Linked DNA regions of Bos taurus: region 2 is linked to region 1. The links are chromatin contacts, called in public Hi-C maps. All regions are on one chromosome and are shown on one strand. The core of a region is the stretch at or near the end of the contact, and the rest is flanking DNA. Distances in the headings are between cores, read along the strand shown.

The links. Hi-C and Micro-C count contacts between places; a contact is called where the count stands out from the background.
Region 2: a contact with region 1 is called in a Hi-C map of liver, with 2.9 times the contacts expected there. The contact joins the enhancer-like site here to the promoter of C6H4orf19 in region 1. A contact is called at or near these places in 3 of 11 Hi-C or Micro-C datasets (liver, skeletal muscle and an unstated tissue).

Annotation. Positions count from the first base shown.
Region 1 is chr6:56,847,586-56,853,885 of ARS-UCD2.0, reverse strand. C6H4orf19 (chromosome 6 C4orf19 homolog) reads right to left here and starts at 3,295. Exons shown (of 4, transcript NM_001104973.1): 1 at 3,223-3,295. LOC101906734 reads left to right here. Exons shown (of 5, transcript XM_059887893.1): 3 at 3,101-3,662.
Region 2 is chr6:56,917,972-56,924,271 of ARS-UCD2.0, reverse strand. All of the region lies in intron 2 of C6H4orf19 (chromosome 6 C4orf19 homolog), which reads right to left. Among named protein-coding and RNA genes, the nearest start is that of C6H4orf19, 71 kb to the right of the region's middle. Within about 2 kb of position 2,506, at least 11 of the 102 cell types and tissues checked have an H3K27ac peak or open chromatin away from gene starts, as enhancers often do. A contact at or near this core is called in liver, where this site is marked.

The sequences.
Region 1 (6,300 bases), core at 2,046-4,545:
CACAAGGTTGTTGAAAGGGTGAAAAAAAAAAAAATCAGCTCACTCTGTATCAAAAACTTTCTTTTGTGATAGAAACGAACTAGGTGGGGCCCCAGAGTAGCTCCGTTCAATAGGGACAACATTGCAATGGGAAGTGGCTTCTGCTTATGTACCTGGAGCACACGTATTTTGAAATGACATGTAAACTAACTTCAGAGACTTGAATCATCTGGTATTTTTTGAGTTAATATCTTAAATACCTTTGCCCAAGTATCTTTTGAGTCAATTCACCCTCTCCTCTGGGGGGATTTTTCTCAGCACCCACCTTGCTTGTATCTTCCCCATTTCATTCTCACTGCAGCGGAAGTGAAGTTTCTCAAATACAGATCTGCTCAGCTTAAAATCCTCTAATGGCTTTTCTGAAGACTGTAAGACCCCTGAAGGCAAGGACTGTATTCCTAGTACCTGGTCGAGTGTCTACAAATATGCTGTCTCCAAGACCAGGTTGGGGTTTCATTCAATTTTCGAGAGCTGTTTGTACATGGAGTTTTACTGCCCATGGGAAAATGTGAGACATGATACCCTTTGCCTTATGTTAATACTGTTCACTGCAGCTCAGAAGAGTCTTTTCGAAGATGCTTGATAACACTGAATTAGCATTTGAGGTATTTAAGTCTTTGCTTGAGGATATACATTCACCTGATGGGCGTGTTGCAAGTATTCTTTAGGGTAGGGTCATTTTGGTGATATGTGTTCCTCTTGAAGATTCCAAACTCTTTGGGACCATGATTTTCTCAGATTAGAAAGGGGAGAGTAGATAGATTTCATTTTCATTTTATTTTCTTAAATAGCATTCAGGTAATAACCAGACTATGAGACTGTAACAGGATGACCCGTCTGACTGGCAGATGGGTGACAGCTCAGGTCTGCCTGAGGATGAATCTATTAATTCCTCTTTTCTAGATACCCAGTAAATCTATCTGCCACCAATAATCAAAATGCGTGCTGTATATGAGTTCTAAGTCACTTCAGTCGTGTCCAACTCTTTGCTATCCCATGGACTGTAGCCCGCCAGGCCCCTCTGTCCATGGAATTCTCCAGGCAAGAACACTGGAGTGGGCTGCCATGCCCTTCTCCAGGGGATCTTCCCAACCCAGGAATCAAACCCGCGTGTCTCTTATGCCTCCTGTATTGGCAGGTGGGTTCTTTACCACTAGTGCCACCTGGAAAGCCTCAATGCAATACCCTCAAAGAGAGAGAGAGAAAAGGGAGCTAGGTTCTGTTTTCCGAAGATCCGAAAAGAGTTCAAGATTCTGAGTTACTAAAAAGAACTGTAGAACTAGGGGAATCTGACAGTCCAGGTGGAGGAAAGTCAGCTACCAAGAATTGGTATTTAACTATTTGGAAATTGAAGTCCATTCCTGGAAGCACAATCAATGGGCTCCCAGGGCACCAAGGGCAGAGCAGTTCCTGGAGCAAGGAGGATAGCCCCTGCTCTGCCCTTGGGCAGATGCTGGATTCGGGCCAGAGCTTAGCTGGGTTGTTTCCAGGTTCAGACAGGGACTAGGTGGGAAGTTAGAGGGACTGTTCCATTCCTAGGCTAATGAACATATTTAGTTGATACTCAAGCTACTGTTTTGTTTTAAATTCCAGATATGTAAAAGCTCTTTAGAATCTAGCTAAGACTGGCCGACTTAATCTGTAGATGTCATTACACATCTAAATCTTCAGAACCTTTGAGAACCACACCCCAGGGTCAGATGCCTTGAGATAGGTGCTTATTGCATACTTGCTGAATCAAAGAACAAGATCATGATGGGCACAGAGTGAGCCAAGAAGAAAAAGCAGCAGAACCCCGCCTCTGTCAGTGTCTGCTCCATTTCACCTCTGTGATCAAGGCAGTTTCCTATAACTAACTCTTCACACTTTAGTGAAATACAAGCTACCCCAGAACTTTACTTGACCTTCAGAGCCTTGTAATTGTTTCAGTGGTCTGCCTCATGACTGTTAGGCTGTCCCAGAGACCTGAGTGCTTAGCCTTAGAAGACTTTAACATGTCTCCTTAAAACAGTGTCATCTTGAGGATTCTGTGGGGGAATAACCGGCAAATAACAGAATCTACTGTCTTTAAAAGAAGCGACAACTTTCCCCTTCTTTCTCATTCAACTCTCAAACATTTCTTAAATAGCCTGTTTACAACCACCCAGTAACATTCACAAGCCATGGTGAGAAGTGCCATCAGTAATTCTCTCTGATATTGACAGAAAGAAAATAAGCATCCTATTCTTCAATAATTTGAACCACCTCATGGAACACTGACTTCCTCTAAATTCACTGGGCAAACATCTATACCACAATGGAAAATAAGATGTACTAAATTACTAAAGGGAGTTTTTGTTCTGTTTTTAAGGTTAATTGCAGGGCTTGAGGGGAAAAAAAAGATTTTTGTCTTATATCTTTGGAAAATTCGTTCAGTGGTGGTTTATGAAAATTTCACCTCATCTGGACTCCCAAGGTCACTGAGACCCAAGTAACTGACCTGGGAGATATTTGCCTAATTATTAAATATTCAGCAAACCATGTGTGACCATTTAACCGTTTGCACCTGGGACCCGCCTTCAACACGCGTTGCTTCCTAGCACTGCCCCCCTCTTCCACCCCTACTCATCGCCACCCAGGGCGCTAGCACCCCTGAAAGAGCAAAATCCTGGGACTCAAGGACATTTCAAAGAAACAACGGCGGTCACCGTCCATTTCCGTTTTCCTTAAAAGAAAAAAAACACTCAGATGCTTAAAAATGGGGGAAAGACGGGGTTCTTAGAAATAGTGGGAAATCTTTTGCAGTTTTTCCAATCCAAGTTCTCAGGCACTCTTGAAAGTTCATTAATTAGAGATTTAAACACAAAAGTGTTTCGCACACCAATTAGATGCCAAGCTTTGTAAGCTGTCTTGGTGTTCAGTTTGGGGGAGTTAGTAAAAGTCCCCCCACCTCACCCCATTCTGCATTTTGCCTCTCTTCCAGAGCCTTTTCTTGAATGACCTGACCTTTCCAAAGCAATCAAACTGAGAATTGCCTCACTCCCACCCCCCACTTTTTCCCTCATGGCAAAAGGAAATAAAGACGTAAAAATACCCGGCGAGAGAAGTGGGGGCAATTAAGCCACAAAGCCGAGCCCCGCAGAAGTCAAGCTCTGGTGCTGCTCGTGGCGGGGCGGAGAGCGCGGGGCTGGAGACGGTCCCTACCTGGGGCTGCGGCGGCGGCGGCGGCGGCGGGGTCCTGGCGCCCATGGCTTCGCCGGCCTCAGGCGGCCGCGCTGGGAAACGCCGGCGGCTCAGTGCCGCCCGGACCCGCGGCGCTCGCAGCTGCCGCCGCGGCGCCGTCATTGGGCCCGCGCGTCACGTGGCCTGGCCGGCGGGCGAGCCTCCAGGGCCTGCGTAACCCTTTACCTGCGCTGCCCGCGCCGCTCCAGAGGGCTCCCCGAGCCCGACTACTGACTCCCCACACCCCCGCCCCGGAACCCAGGCTGGCCTCCGGGGCGCACCCAAGCAGAAAATCCCGGAGCTCGGCTTCTGATCGTCGACACTCAGGCTGCATGCCAGCCGCCCGCTCGCTCGGGGAAACTTTTTGGTGCCTACTTTACCGTCATGCTGCGGGGAGAGGGGAGCTTCCTAAGATGCGGGACGTAAGTGAGGAGATACATAAGTGCACTCCCTGGCAAACTGATGTATCCCCCCTTCTTCCCGTGAACTTGTGGTTTTGTTTCCTCCCTCGTTCTGGCAAGTGCGTGCCTGGCGTACGCACTGTCGCCTGCTTTAATGGATAAATATTCTGGGAAAGAGCGCAGACGCTACCAGGATGAGAATTCCCTGGGAAGTTGCATAGCCTCTCCGGCACCCTGGAGACCGCGGTGGGAGTTTAACGAAGTCATGCTCCCCCTGTTCCCCACTTTGCCTCTCTGTTCCTGGGGTGTTGGAACCTCGGCTGCCACACTCCGTCTACCATTCTGAGCTCCAAGCCTGAGCTTGTAGCCATCCACACACTTACGGTGGGTTGATTTACCCTAAAATAGAACTTAAGTGTTGGAGATTCTTTTCACCTGTGCGCCAAAGTGCGTCGGTGTTGGCCTTAACAGGGAAATCTGTTAAGCAAGGGCGCCACCTAGCTTGTCCTTTTCTCTCTTTGCCCTTCATTCGTTCATTCAGAGAGCGTCAGCATGAAACAGTAGGCTGGAGAAGCAACAGGGAAGGATGCCATTTAAAGATGTAATCTGTCCACTCCAGTGATTCCAGCGCTATTTACATGACAACGTTTGTCACACTTTACGGGGAAAACTCCTTTTTTGAATCATTCCACTTATGTAGTGGCTGCATGTTTTAAAATGATAGATTATTAGGGATGTTACATACTGTTTTGGGCTTCCCAGGGGGCGCTAGTGGTGAAGAGCCTGCGTGCCAATGGCAGGAGACATAGGAGACACTGATTCCACCCCTGGATTGGGAAGTTCCCCTGGAGGAGGAAATGGCAACCCACTCCACTATTCTCTCCTGGAGAATCCCATGGACAGAGGAGCCTGGCAGGCTACAGTCCTTGGGGTCGCAAAGAGTCAGACACGACTGAAGGGACTTAGCACACGTGCATGCTGTTTTACATTACTTTCTGATAAAACACTTTGTCCCCGTAAAGAACCATCTTATCCAATTTCTAACCCATGATTTAAACATGTTCACAGGATGATGGTAAGTTTTAGTTGGTTATTTTGACCAAAAAGACTTGGGTGTTTATCTTGGGTTTTAAAGTATGTTTCCCAGACTACAGAATCGGCATCATCTGGGGGAATTTAGTAAAACTGCAGATTCTTGGGCTCCATCCTAGACATATGGATGCATGGGGTCAGGGAGGGTGAAAAAATATGTGTTTTAACAAATGAGGCACCACTGCCCTCAGTCTGCTCAAACTGCTGGCTAGGTTACCCTCATCTATTAAAGGCTGGGGGGATACTATAAACCACAGGTAGTGGTGTTAACCTCAAGTTACCAGTTTATCATGTTGATACCAGCCTGTCATGTTGATACACTAACCCAAACCCTCTGATGTGTCCCGTACAATGTGTAATCTGTAGTTAATGCAGATCACATGGAATGCCAAATGGAGCTCAGAGGGGCCCCTCATAAAAAAAATACAGAAGAAAAGCCTATGGTTTCTTCATGCATATGGGAATGAAACACCATGATTCACTTAGTTTTTAAGGTGTGTTTATGTTTTCATTGGCATATAAATTGTTCTCTGATGCTAAGTCATGGAAGCTAAGAAAGCTATTGGGTTGGTCAAAAAGTTCATTTGGGTTTCCTGTAACAGCTTGCAGAACCTAAACAAACTTTTTTGGCCAACCCAGTAATTTGAGTGGATATGCATTTTTTTTTAATTGGAGGATAATTGCTTTACAGTGTTGTGGTGGTTCAGTCATAATTATGCATATATTCCCTTCCTCTTGAGCCTTCCTGCCCCCTCCCATCCCACCCCTCTGGGTTGTCGCAGAGCACCAGGCTGGGTTCCCTGTGTTACACAGCAGCTTCCCACTGGTTATCTATTTTACACATGCCACTGTATATATGGCAGTACTACTTTCTCAATTTGTCCTATCCTCTCCTTCTCTCACTATGTCCACAAGTAGGTTCTCTACGTCTGTGTCTCCATTCTTTCCCGTCAAATATTTGTCAACATAGTTCTAAACAAAAGAAGAGACAAACTTTTTAAAAGGTTATAGTATTGGCTTTGGAGAATGAAATGGCAACCCACTCCAGTACTCTTGCCTGGAAAACCCCAAGGATGGAGGAGCCTGGTGGGCTGCAGTCCATGGGGTTGCGAAAAGTTGGACACGACTGAATGACCTCACTTTCACTTTCATGCATTGGAGAAGGAAATGGCAACCCACTCCAGTGTTCTTGCCTGGAGAATCCCAGGGGCGGGAGAGCCTGGTGGGCTGCCGTCTATGGGGTCGCACAGAGTCGGACATGACTGAAGCGACTTAGCAGCAGCAGCAGCTGCAGTGTATCCTTAGCACCTGGCTTTCACGTTTAACAACTTTTTTTTTTTTTTTTAAATCATAGTCTGTCTTATATGTAATTTAGTTGCACCTCCCTTAGATTATAGGATTCTGGAGGGCAGAGGTGTGCATGACTAATTTTTAAATCATCCTAGGCGTAACATAATATCTTGGACATAGCAAGTACAGTGTTTGTTGTATTCTTGCTCCTAGGAGGGAAGATATTTATATAAACAGCAAACTTCATGTATATTAAATAGTCTTATGCAAATAATAA
Region 2 (6,300 bases), core at 1,257-3,756, 71 kb before region 1:
GCAATAGAGGATGTCAGGATAGGGCAGAGGATCCCAGCTACAGATCCATGTTCCATGTTACAGACCCGTGGAAGTTACAGTTGAGTCATCATCACAAGCTTTATGTGGACTAAAGTGAAGTCACTGTCATGTCCGACTCTTTGCGACCCCATGGACTGTGTAGCCTAACCAGGCTCCTCTGTCCATAGGATTTTCCAGGCAATAGTACTGGAGTGGATTGCCATTTCCTTCTCCAGCGGATCTTCCCTACCCAGGGATGGAACCCAGGTCTCCCGCATTGTAGACAGACGCTTTACCGTCTGAGCCACCAGGGAAGTCCATGTGGACTAAACTGCTCCTGTTTTGCCTTTCCCATCACAAGGCATGGACGCTGAACATCACAAGGTCAAAGACATGCCCCTTGGGGCTTCCTGGTGGTGGATGGATTTACCTCTGTGCTGCTTTCATTTCCCGCCTGCCTTCTGTCCCCTGCCGGTTCCCAAGTTACATTTTTTCCCCTCAAGATTGCCCTTTGAATGAAACCTTCTATTCATGTAGAAACCAACCATGTTGTTCTGGTCTTTTCTCTGAAAATCCTAGAAATTAGCATGGAAGAATCTTTAAGTCATCCTCCATGTCTAATAGTTACCAACTTGAAGCAGACAAGCCAATGACAGAATTGAAAGCCCCAGTCCCTTTGTCTCCATAAGAAGCGCATGCTAGAGAGAGAGAGGGATCACTTATTGTTTCTGTTTTGGTTTTTCTTTCCTCTATTTTTTGATCTTGCCACTCAGCACACAGGATCTTCGTTCCTTGACCAGGGATCAAACCCGTGCCCCCAGCAGTGGAAGCCTGCCTGGTGTCTTAACCACCTGACTTCAGGGAAGTCTCAGGGATTGTTCATTGTTGGCTGTGTCACTGCCTTCTCTGTTCTCTCTCCTTCCTTCTTTCAATCATGAATGGATTTCCAAGGATTCTACTTTATAAGCCTTTAACCACAGAGAAAATGACCAGTACCATTTAAGAAGTATAGATTAGCTGGTTGATAAATCTAGAGGGAAGTAGTTTTATACCACCTCCCTCCCCAAAGATATCCAGTATCCACATCCTAATCTCTGAAACTTGTGACTGCTACCTCATATGACCAAAAAAACAAAAAAAAAGTCTTTGCATATGTGATTACAGGTTTGAGATGAGGAGACTGTCTGGATGATCTGGTTCTGGCCCTAGCTCTGCCCTGTAACTCTGGGCCTCAGCTATTTCATCTATAAATGGGGATAATGATGTATCTACCATGTAGCATTGTTGGGGATTATACGAGTTAACATTCCTAATAAGCATATACTTATTACTCAGCTCTGTCTGGATACAGCATGTTTGAAAAAAAAAAAAAAAAAAGCTTTTCACCTAAGGAAGAAGTACTCTAGTTGCCATGACATATGCCTACAAACAAGAGCATTAACAGTACCAAGTTATACCTGTTTCCAGATAAGGACCAAATGGTATATTTCTATCAACTGTGGCACCAACTGAAAGACACATACCCCAAGTGCAACAAGAGTTCCGCAAGACAGAAATCACAGTGGGCTTAGCCAGCAGTATGTGTACAACCTTTTCCTTTTGCAAAGCACTCTCAATGGAATCACTCCATTTTCCAAGCCCAGGGTTTTGTTTCCAGCCTCCGCTCCCCACTTACATCCATTTTCTGTAAATAATTCATATGTCAGCTTGATAAATCTGTTCAAGAGCCCCCTGTACCCCTCCTCCCTGCCATCACCCCCTCCCCTCCCTCCATCTCCACAACCTACTCTAAAATCCGGCCTCTTTCCACACTGGCAGTATCTTTGTTTATCTTGGAATCTGTTTTTAAAAAGTCAAGAGGATAGGAGGCAAGAAAAAGTCAAAGAAAAAAAAAAAAACAAAAAACAGGCTTTGAAGTGTTTGAGAGAGGGCAGACCGCAGTCTTAATAATGTAATTGAAGCAACTGCGAGGTATGAATCACTGAAAAATGTCAGGTAGGTCAACTTTAGGATCATGGGTTCAAGTGTTGTAGGTGGGGAAGGTTTCCTTCTGAACAGAAGAAAGAACAAAAGAGGCTGGTCTTGAGCAACACCTTGCTTTCCCAGTGTCTCCCAGGCTGACCAAGGTCGACCTGACCCCACCCTCTGCCCCTGTGGCTTTGGCCACACTCACAGCCATGCCGGGAACTGAGCTGACTGCTGAGATTCAACTTCTCTGTTTCTTAGAGAATTGACAAGTCACCTGTGCCTTTCACATTACCCTTCCCTCCTCGCCCACCTCCCTGGAAAACCACAGGATCTATATTTTTCTTCAAAGCCATGTAATTATAAAAGGTGTTTTGATGATCCTCCCCAGCCCCTCCACCTTTCACTGCCTCCCTTTAGGGTGCACTCTTGGGTTTCCTACAGACCTAGTCCTGTACCCGAGGGCCATGCCCTGCACCTCTCCCCAGCCCGGTGCCTCTTCCTGGTTAGAGGTCCTGCCCTCGCTCACACCCTGCCATCCTGTGTTCCCTTTTGCAGTGACATTCCTTCTCTCAGTGAGACAGGCTCTAAGGTCCAAGGTCGAGTGACTGCTGACGAAAAGGGTGGGGACTAATGCATTTACACCCAACCCCTGCCTGCCTGTGTCTACAATGATTCTTCCATAAATGATGATTCCTAACATCAAATCTGATTTATTTCTCTTTTCATGTGTCACTCCCACACCTATATCTTGCTTTTAGTGAGGTCTCCCATTTCCAGGTGCAAAAAGGAAATATTCCATGTCCATTTCCCATGGAAACAGGGAAACAAAATATACTCTTTTGAAGTAAGACTAAGTTCAAAATGGGCAGTTTGTCTTCTTTCCCTTCCCCGTCACTGTGACAACAGCTGGGTCAGAGGTGAGAACTCAGTTGTCCAGTGCCCTTTATTATGGAGCAGAAGCAGAATTTGCTTTGTCTTTGGAGTATAAAAGAGCAACAGAGAAGCAAAGGGCAAAGCAACCATCATCTGGTTTCCATAGGAGAAAAGCAAACACCATTAGGACGGTGTGTCCACCCACTTCGGCGCCTGCCCCTCCTGGAGTCCTGTGCTGGAGGTTGACTCTTGTCCTGTGTTTAGGGTTGAAATTAAACAGTCCTGTGTTTGAAGATGGTCATGCTAAGACCCCATCAGTTACTAGTCAAGTATTCTTGCTGGAAAATCCGGTTCCACAAGGGGGTTGGTGACGGAGGTAGGGAGAAATGAGGAGGCCAGGGGTGGGAGGGTAAGGGGCACAGGAGTTGTGCAACCAGGCAGAGAAATTAACTGAGCATTCATCAGGAAGTCAAGGAATACAGAAAGAGGCTCAACTCAGCTGGAAAGGGCTGCCTTTGAATAGTGATGATCTTAAAGAATGACACGCACAGGTCAACTGACACAGGACCAGCTTGTAGGCGTCCTACTGGCCCATCTGGAACAATGGGAGCATCGCAGCAAGCACAGACACAAAGGAGTGTAATACACTGACTAAAACAAGGATCTGCGAATCCTCAGGATATAAATCTAAAAAAGGGAGAGCTCTGACTTACAAGTAGAAAGCCTGCTAACAAACAGAATTATATAAATCACCATTAGACAACCATCACCTTAATAGTTGACTCAAGCAAGAATCATCAACAGATGTTTAGATCAGTGGGTAAAAACCTGAAGAAAATGGGATATTTAACCTCAAAGTATTGGCACTGGCCAAAAGTTTGCTTAGGTTTTTCATAACGTCATACCAATGAACTCGTTTGGCCAACCCCAATAGCTCCCCTATACATGTTTGGGGTAAAATAGTATGCTTACAGTGGAGGAACCTGGGTCACAGCACCAAAATCAAAGAACCAAGGGTAATACCGCGAGTAAGAGTTATACCGTGAGAGTAGTCAATAGCCTCAGAGGTGGCGCACCGGGAACTTGGCCTCACTTCTGTGATTTTTCTGTCAAAGAGTATTATCTGGATTGAAGCAGGAGGCAACACCAGTCAAACACAGCTTAAGGGGTATTTTGCAAAACAATTGGTCTGTACTCTTTCCAAAATGTAACTTTAGGAAAAAAAACAAAGACAGACTGTGGGACTATTACAGATTAAAGAAGACAAAAGAGACATGACATGAATGCAATGCATGATCTTTTGGTAACAGGTCATTATTGCCACAACTGGTGAAATCTGAATAAGGCCTGTAGATTAGGTAGTAGTATTAAATCAGTGTTAACGTCCTGCTTTTGATCATTGTACTGGGGCTATATGAGAGCATGCCCTTTTTCTTAGGAAGTATTTCACAGTGATGTATTTAGCAGTAGAGGGACATGGTGGTATCTGTAACTTATTAAAATAATTAAGGGAAAAAAATGTGTGTGTATGTGTGCACAGAGAAAGAAGAATAAAGCAAATGTAGTAAAGGTTAACATTTGGGGACTCTGAGTAACTGAGGGTCCTTTGTACTTTCCTTGCAATTTTTCATTGTCTGATATGATGTCAATATCAAAAGTTAAAAGGAAAAAAAAAACCCACTAATCTGATGTCAGTTTCTGTTCTGCTTGTTCCTGGGCTAGGACCCAATACCAACAGAAAACCATTGCGATTAAGCCATTCCCTCTAAAGAAGCACATGGGGAAAGGTCTTGGAAAGGAGCTCATCGAAAGCCCACTAAGCTTTCTGCATTTGGCTGTCATTCTGTGTATGTACTGAAGACCTTTTCTCAATAGCCAGCCCCAGGCACTAGAACTCTGAAGGCAAAGAAGATGTTTCCGGTCTTTGGGCTGCCCCACCTCAGAGGGGATTTGGTGTTTGTCTAGGGCTTTGGTGTTTGTCAGCTGCCTGCCTAACCTAGGGCAGCCTCTACCTGTATGGAGCATGTCACATCTGTTATTCAAATAAAGGGGTGACTGGTGAGTGACAGAAGTGAGTGAATGAATGGTGAGTATGAGATTTTATAAATTATTCCAGTAGAAGGTCTACCACTTTCCACAATCAAATCTCAACTCTACCGGGTAGTCCAAAATCAAAAGTCAAGTGCATGGCACAAGCTAAGAGAGATAGGAGGGACCGTGGTTCCCCTTCCCAGCTTGGGAATTACTTTATGTAATTCCAAGGGTTAAGGGTGTCCTGCTTCGAGGGCTCTAGTCAATGGGCTTTCATAGCAGCTGCTGGCAAGTGAGTTGAGTTGATAGAAGTTGAAGTGCTTGGAAAAGACACAGTAAAATCAAACACTTAAATTTCAACTCTGTTGTGATAAACCAAGTTGCCAATGTTTAGAAAACAGTCCAGGATTTCATCTTAACCTGGCTAGCAGGTGAAGCTGAAAAATATTTAGTGAGTCATTTCTGGGTACTGACCTCTTAGACTCAAGAGGAGTGGATAAAAATAACTACCAGGCATTGAACAAATCACGAGGTGCCTTATAAAAGAAATTAAAAGACTGCCTGCCCAGCTTCATAGACAGTATTTAATTTATGGTGGAAAAAGGACAAGAAGATAATTCTTGACTACTAAATCAATCTGTTTCCTCAGCAGAACCATATTCTCCTTTCTGAGCAGGCTTTGCAAACTCTCTGGGACATTTTTTGGTGTTTCCTTTTCTCCTAAAGAGGTGAGCTTCAGTAATTTTGGAGAAAGACTATAAGACTTTATTATTAGCACCATCAAACAGTCCATTTGACGCACTCCTAGTAGTCAATGTGCTACCATATACGAGTCAGCATCACCTAGAACTGGGCTTGATGGGATATCTGTGCAGCTGGTGCTGCTGCTAAGTCGCTTCAGTCGTGTCCGACTCTGTGTGACCCCATAGACGGCAGCCCACCAGGCTCCCCCATCCCTGGGATTTTCCAGGCAAGAAAACTGGAGTGGGTTGCCATGTCCTTATCTGTGCAGCTGCTGCTGCTGCTAAGTCACTTCAGTCGTGTCCGACTCTGTGCGACCCCATAGATGGCAGCCCACCAGGCTCCCCTGTCCCTGGGATTCTCCAGGCAAGAATACTGGAGTGGGTTGCCATTTCCTTCTCCAATGCATGAAGGTGAAAAGTGAAAGTGAAGTAGCTCAGATCTGTCCGACTCTGAGCGACCCCATGGACTGCAGCCTACAGGGTTCCTCCGTCCATGGGATTTTCCAGGCAAGAGTATTGGAGTGGGGTGCCATCGCCTTCTCCGTATCTGTGCAGAGATGTGTTCAAATGTTCGTCCCCCACTCCTGCCAAAGGGTTCCCTCAAACAGGTTTGGGAATGGGAATAGCAGAGATTAAAGATGAACACATTCACAATTATGAAAAAGAATGATTCCACCCTGTTTAA